2 separate regions of the Mus musculus genome follow, and region 1 is linked to region 2. A link is a contact called in public promoter capture Hi-C data. All regions are on one chromosome and are shown on one strand. Each heading gives the region's core, a stretch centred on a gene start, on an enhancer-like site or on the middle of the called end of the contact. The rest is flanking DNA. Distances are from core to core; before and after follow the strand shown. Region 1 overlaps Ank3 (ankyrin 3, epithelial). Region 2 has its middle 46 kb from the start of Cdk1.

What was found. Capture Hi-C pulls out chosen DNA fragments and counts their contacts.
Region 1: a promoter capture Hi-C map of pancreatic islet shows a contact between it and region 2. The contact joins two enhancer-like sites. A contact is called at or near these places in 4 of 39 promoter capture datasets (embryonic stem cells, stem cell-derived epiblast-like cells and trophoblast stem cells), 2 of 484 Hi-C or Micro-C datasets (embryonic fibroblasts and reprogramming fibroblasts), 4 of 115 datasets of contacts at active chromatin or transcription factors (all in embryonic stem cells) and 3 of 9 other capture datasets (embryonic stem cells, liver and pancreatic islet).

Annotation. Positions count from the first base shown.
Region 1 is chr10:69,547,883-69,550,920 of GRCm38.p6, forward strand. The region is part of intron 1 of Ank3 (ankyrin 3, epithelial); the gene reads left to right. Gm51806 (a long non-coding RNA gene) reads left to right here. Exons shown (of 2, transcript XR_003949008.1): 2 at 1-880. All of the region lies in intron 1 of Gm33464 (a long non-coding RNA gene), which reads right to left. Among named protein-coding and RNA genes, the nearest start is that of Gm33464, 14 kb to the right of the region's middle. Within about 2 kb of position 1,534, at least 8 of the 459 cell types and tissues checked have an H3K27ac peak or open chromatin away from gene starts, as enhancers often do. A contact at or near this core is called in pancreatic islet, where this site is marked.
Region 2 is chr10:69,397,537-69,400,506 of GRCm38.p6, forward strand. No RefSeq gene overlaps it. Among named protein-coding and RNA genes, the nearest start is that of Cdk1, 46 kb to the left of the region's middle. Within about 2 kb of position 1,540, at least 66 of the 459 cell types and tissues checked have an H3K27ac peak or open chromatin away from gene starts, as enhancers often do. A contact at or near this core is called in pancreatic islet, where this site is marked.

The DNA of each region.
Region 1 (3,038 bases), core at 284-2,783, 150 kb after region 2:
GGGACAAGAATGTGCAGAGGTAGAGATGTGAATGCTTGTACTTACCCGCTCTCCTGCTCTTGCCCCTAGCTTTGTCTAGTCTGAGCATCTCTCCCTACATTTTGAGGTGGGCTTTTCTTCAGTTACACTCTGGTGATTCTAGGTGCAGGCCAGTTGACCTGAAGGTCAGCCATCATATCCCCTTGGGAATGATATGAGTGTTGTTCATATCCATTCTGACTTTTTTCATTGTGACAAATGGCATAAGATTCACTGTCTTCACCATTTTAACCTGATCGACTTAGGTACCTTCACTTCAACCACAAAGTGTAGCTATGACTGTCTAGTTATGGCTACCATTTTCCCTGACACTTGCCTACAGCAGAGCCCGGTTCCCTTCATCCCAGGCTCTAGCCACCAGCACTATGCGTCCTTTCTCCATAGTGTTACCCTTTCTGGATATGTCATGTGAATAAAACCAGTCTTGAGTTCAGCTTCTTGCCTTTGGGATGTTTTGTCCTGGTTATTTTCTCCTTGTTCATGTGAGTAACTCTTCACTGTATCTACTGCAGAAGTAACCTACATTTCACCCACCTAATCATCCATTGATGCTATGTGAGTCCTTTCTTCTTCCTCGCTGTTGTACGTAGAGAAGAAGTGTACATTGCTGAATGGGCTTGTTCAGATGCCTGCCGTCTCTCTCAAATAAGTATCCTTTATGGGAGATTGCTGGCTGTGTCATAATTCTAGTTTCAGGTGCTTGACAGTTGACAAGCTTTTCTTCTCCAGTAGGCTTCTATAGAGTGCTTTCTGCTATGTTCGTGGTTTAGTATCTTAACACTCTTCCAGTCATTTTACCTTTTTTTTTTTTTTTTTGGAAGTTTGTCAGGTAAAAAAGAAAGAAGAATCATAAGCTGCTGTTTATGATTATCATAGAGAGAGGTGAGTAGAAGGGGGAGCCTGTGGGGGACACCCAGATATTAGTGCAGCATGAATGGAGAGAGGAGCCCTTGCCAGAATATTAGCACACAGTACCTGGTACACCCCAGAGCATCACAACAAAGCAACATGCTCCAGCGGAATGCCTGAGGAGGACTTTGTACCTGGTGCACGAGTGCCAGACCTGAGATGACACCCCTCAATACAAACCAATGAACAATTTGGAACTGATATCACTAACAGTGGTCCAGTGAGGAGATGCTGACATCTGGCTAGGAGATAGATGGCGGGCCTTGTCACATCTGGCTTAAGACTTCTTCCAGAGGGAAACAGCTTGTGATAGATAGCACAAGTGTGCTGGCTAACAGTTACATTTGCTGCCTGTGCTAGGTTCTCCTAAGGTATCCCTAGTGTTAGTTGTTTCGTATTTAGTACGGGGGAAGAGCAAGCCTTTTAGCAGTTTTCCAAAAAGCTTTCTGAACCATCCCTAGTGTGATGGACAGTTACCAGTCCCTCCTTTTGGAGTATTCTTTTTGGAGTCCAAACCAGATGAGTTACCTTCCTTGGGAATTTCCATCACAGGCCACTGAATGCTTAATTGTAACAGGGAGAAGGTTAACATCCGAATAGGTAATTATTAACTACCTTGCTATGCAGAGGTGCGGATGGACAGAAGACAGTGTTAGAAACACATTTGCTTGTGGGTTTGTGCTCTTTTCCTAGGACCCAAGGGCTGTCCCCAAGATCTCAGCATCCTAGACCTGATGACTGGGGTAGTGTTTGTTTCCTTTCCTTTTTAATGGTTCTCTACCTCATGAAAACTACAGTAGGTAAAAAATGACTCTATCGTCCACTGGAAAAAAACGAGTGTTACACCACAGAGAGAGGCCTTGCTGGTTTTGATATGTGTTACAAGACACATATATTCATTCAGGCCAGCCATTGAAAAACAGTCTCAATTTCAGATACAACACAATGTAGCTTCCCTCTTTGAGTGATATTTTAACGTTTCAATTTATGTGTATTCAAAAGCAGGAGATTCTCTGGATTTGATTCTAGTAGAGTGTGTTTAATTACGATATAGACTCTGTACAGGAGTCTTTTTCTGGAGAGTCTTGCTTTACATGTATTTGTTACAAAAACTTTATAATTTTTTCTCTTACTATTTCTCATTACTTCTAAAGGATTTTTTTTAATTAAAATTGTATTCTCAAATGAGAGAACTGTCCAACTGAAAAGTGTGTTTCTTGTTGAGAAACCCAAGGTGGACGCTGTTTATATTTACACTTCAAATTCATGCATCCCAAATGTTTTTGTTTTTTTTTTGTTTTGTTTTGTTTTGTTTTTTGTTTTTGAGACAGGGTTTTTCTGTGTAGCCCTGGCTGTCCTGGAACCCACTCTGTAGACCAGGCTGGCCTCGAACTCAGAAATCCACCTTTCTCTGCCTCCCAAGTGCCGGGATTAAAGGCATGCGCCACCACTGCCCGGCGCACCCCAAATTTTTTAAGAGCCTCGTGTGATAAATACATTGAGTCATGGTATTGAAATATCATCACATGCACTTTCTGTAGGAATATTATGGGTCTCAAAATAGTATAGCAAGCAAATGGCAGATCTTACTAAGTATTAGAAAAGCGTGTTCTTAAGGAAAAAAACCTTCTCCCAAATGCATCTTGAAACATTGAAATGAGATGTCTGATGTGCCTGTATCCGTTGAGTAGAGTTCTTATCATGAGGTCTTGGGGCCTGAACACAAAGCCTGTGCCACCCAGACAAGGACTCTACCACTGATCTGTCCCTAGCTCTCTGATTTTACAGAGACAGGGTCTCACTGTGTCGCTCTGACTGGTTGCTGTGCAGTCACAACTGGCTTCAGACTTGTTGTCCTGCCTCTGCCTGCCCTCTGACTACTTACCCCCATATTGAGATTACAGGCATGCGCCACCCACCATTCAAGTGTGCCTATGACTTTTTACATGGACTTCCTGGTGTGTTTTGACTTGTCCTACGCCAGAAAAGGCAAGCACTTTGAAGTGTGGATTCAAGCATCCCATGGTGTTGCATTGTCTGGAAGCTGGCCGGCAGTAAGCAGATATCTCTGTGAACAGATACTAATATTT
Region 2 (2,970 bases), core at 290-2,789:
AGCAAAGTCCCTGCAGAGTTCTCTTGTTCGGGTGTAATTTCTGTGCTTTTCGCTAGCTGGCGAGAATACTGCGTTCCTCACTTCATCATATGCTTACGAAGTCATGCTTCTTGTTTTAGTTTAGTCTCACCTGAAGTATTACTCTGGTTTTAAAAAACGCGTTTTATCCCCCCATGTAACTGCTTAACAAAGAGACCTTGGGTAGTTCACTTGGCAGAGAAAAGAAATCAAAAGTAACAATAAACAATGAACAAGAACCATGAAAGTAGTGTTTCCATTCTACCTAGACTCCAGGTGCTTGGGTCCCTGCCTCTGTGTGATAAAAAGGAAAAAAAGAAGAAGAGGAGGAGGAGGGGGGGGGAGGAGGAGGGGAGGAGGAGGAGGAGGAAGAGGAGGAGGAGGAGGAGGAAGAGAGAGGAGGAGGAGGAGGAAGAGAGAGAGGAGCAGGAGGAGAGAGAGGAGGAGGAGGAGAGAGAGGAGGAGGAAGAGAGAGAGGAGAGAGGAGAGAGGAGAGAGGAGAGAGGAGAGAGGAGAGAGGAGAGAGGAAAGAGGAGAGACTGGCTATTGGTTGAGAGAAAACTTTTATCTTTACAGCCAGAACAGAATCAGGATGTGCAGGGATACATTACTGGCTGTGTCCCTCGTGCTAATTGGCACAAACGCTGGGGAAGGTGCTTCCTTTGAGAGACCCCTGGCTCGTATAGATGCTTTTCTGCTCCGACCCCCACCCACCAGGATAAGTTCTACTGGAGTTCCCAGTGGCCTGGACAGCCAGCTGTCCCTTGTCATCTGACCTCTTAGAAATGAGGACACTCTGAGATCCGGCTCTCAGCTTCCTAGCCAACTAGGGCTCAGCCCCTGTCTCAGCTCCTGGCTCCGTGGGGCGCGCGGGCGGGGGGCTCCTCTGAGCATCTAGTTGTGAGTCATCAGCGCGACGAGAGGTTCTCAGACGGCGTGGACCCGAGACTGGAACTCTCTTTTGAGGAGTGTGTCTGCAGTTACCGTACCTGGTGGATTTTACGCTCTAAAATGAACAATATAAGCGAAAGCTACACCGCTGCCCAGTGCTCTCCTAAGTTCAGACAAACACCAGCCCAATCACTAGGGAGGACATCGTGGGGATGCTGTTGGGAGCCAGTCCACCCGGGAGGGGCGGGGTGTACCTCGCTGTTGCTCCGCACCCCCCGCCCAACCTTCTTCCAACGCCCCAGGAGCTCTTAAGGCAGCTCTGCCCTCGTTGTCTGGGGGACCCTGCGGCGGACAGCACTGGGCATGCTCGGGCGGCAGTGGGCCGGGCGGGTCGCCGCGCCTCCACCTGGCTGTCCCGCCCCCCGCAAGCCAACCGAGCAGCACCTGGCGGCGCCCGGCAGGGGGAGGAGAAGGCGCGGGGCGGCGCTGCGCGTTCCCGAGCCGTGGCCCAACTTTCACCCCCACTTTCCCTCCTGGGGGTGCAGTCCCTGGATCGGGGGTTGAGGAGACGCCGACTCGAGCGCAGAGCCGAGTTCCTGGAAGGCGGAGCGCGCGAGTACCCACCGTATGGCCTGCTCGGGCACCTCGTCCCCAGTGGGCGCGGGGAGCCCCGATCTTGAGCAGGTGAGAGCCCCCCACCTGTGGCTGTCTCCCTTCCCCATCCCCAACCTTTGCGGGAACGGTGGGCTGGGGTTGGGATCCCAGGAGACTAGGGGACACGGGGACTTTGTGGGAGCCCCGAGTTCCTGGATGGGGGCCTGGGGCTCCTGGGAGGGGACATTGACTCTGCTTATCGCCGGGTCTTGCTACTCCCAGACTGGACCGGAGTTTGGCACCCGCCCGGAGCGCGAGCTCCTAGCGGGCGCCGCAGCCCCAGCGTCCCCAGGGAGTAGGGAGGCGAGTGCGCGGGGCTTCTACCGCGAGCATTCTCTCCGGAAAAGCAACGCCGGGCGCGGGGCACCGGACGGGCCCAGCTGCGACGGGCGTCTTTGGGTATCGTGTTCACCGCCAGGCCGAACTTGCCTGAGGACACGATCCGCGTCCTCTGCACCTTTAACGGGGAAGTCACCTGGCTGGCAAAGTTAACCTTCAGTTCGGATTTCTTTTCTTTTTAACCCCCCTCTTTGAAGGTGAGTCGATAGACTTAGTAGGGAGCGAAGGGGCAAGGCAGCATGCTTTCGAAATTGGGGCATAAAAATGCAGAGCCTTCGGATAAGGTAGCAGCTGCCAAGGGGCGGCTGGAGGTGGGTTCTCCCTGCCCCCGCCTCCCCACGCCCCCCCCCACCTATGGCATCCGAGAGCAACTTGCACCAAGAAAAACCAAACCAAACCAAAACAACAACAACAACAACAAAAACCAGGTGCTTGAGAAACAACAGTAGCTTCCAGTTTCTTTGCCTGCCGCCCCACAGACCTTGCTCTTTAAGCCCTGGGGCTGGCAGCGATGTAGGCACCGAGTAAGGGTAATGCGTGCTGGTGGAATGCATCCTGAAGGGGACACGAGGAACCTTAGTTATCCTGGAGAGGGGGAGGGGGTGCGCTTGGGGAAGTTGTGCGTGTCAGGAGGAGGAAAATAACTCTTTCGCTTAACTTTTGAGACTGAAAAAAATTATGTGTGTACATTCATGATCTGCTTTAGGAAAATAAATAGACAAATAACTACATTAACACCCTGGAGCAGGCTTGAAACATCGGTTTACTTAGCTTGACATCTGTTAGCTCATTCATGGCTTTCCTTTAGTTTTACGCCCTCCCCCACCCCCTCGAAGCTCCCGGGAATCAAGAATGCTTAAAAAGATCCACCAATTTTCACAAAATGTGTGTGTAATGTGTGTGTGTGTGTGTGTGTGTGTGTGTGTGCCCGCGCGCGCGCATTTTCTTGCAATCTGATTCAGGGTATTGATTGTGTTTGTGGGAGAATAATCGTGGCTTGTCTAAATTTAAAAATGGTCACGTTCTTGTTCGCTTAGAAACTGTCTTACCTCCCTGAGGGGTCCATCG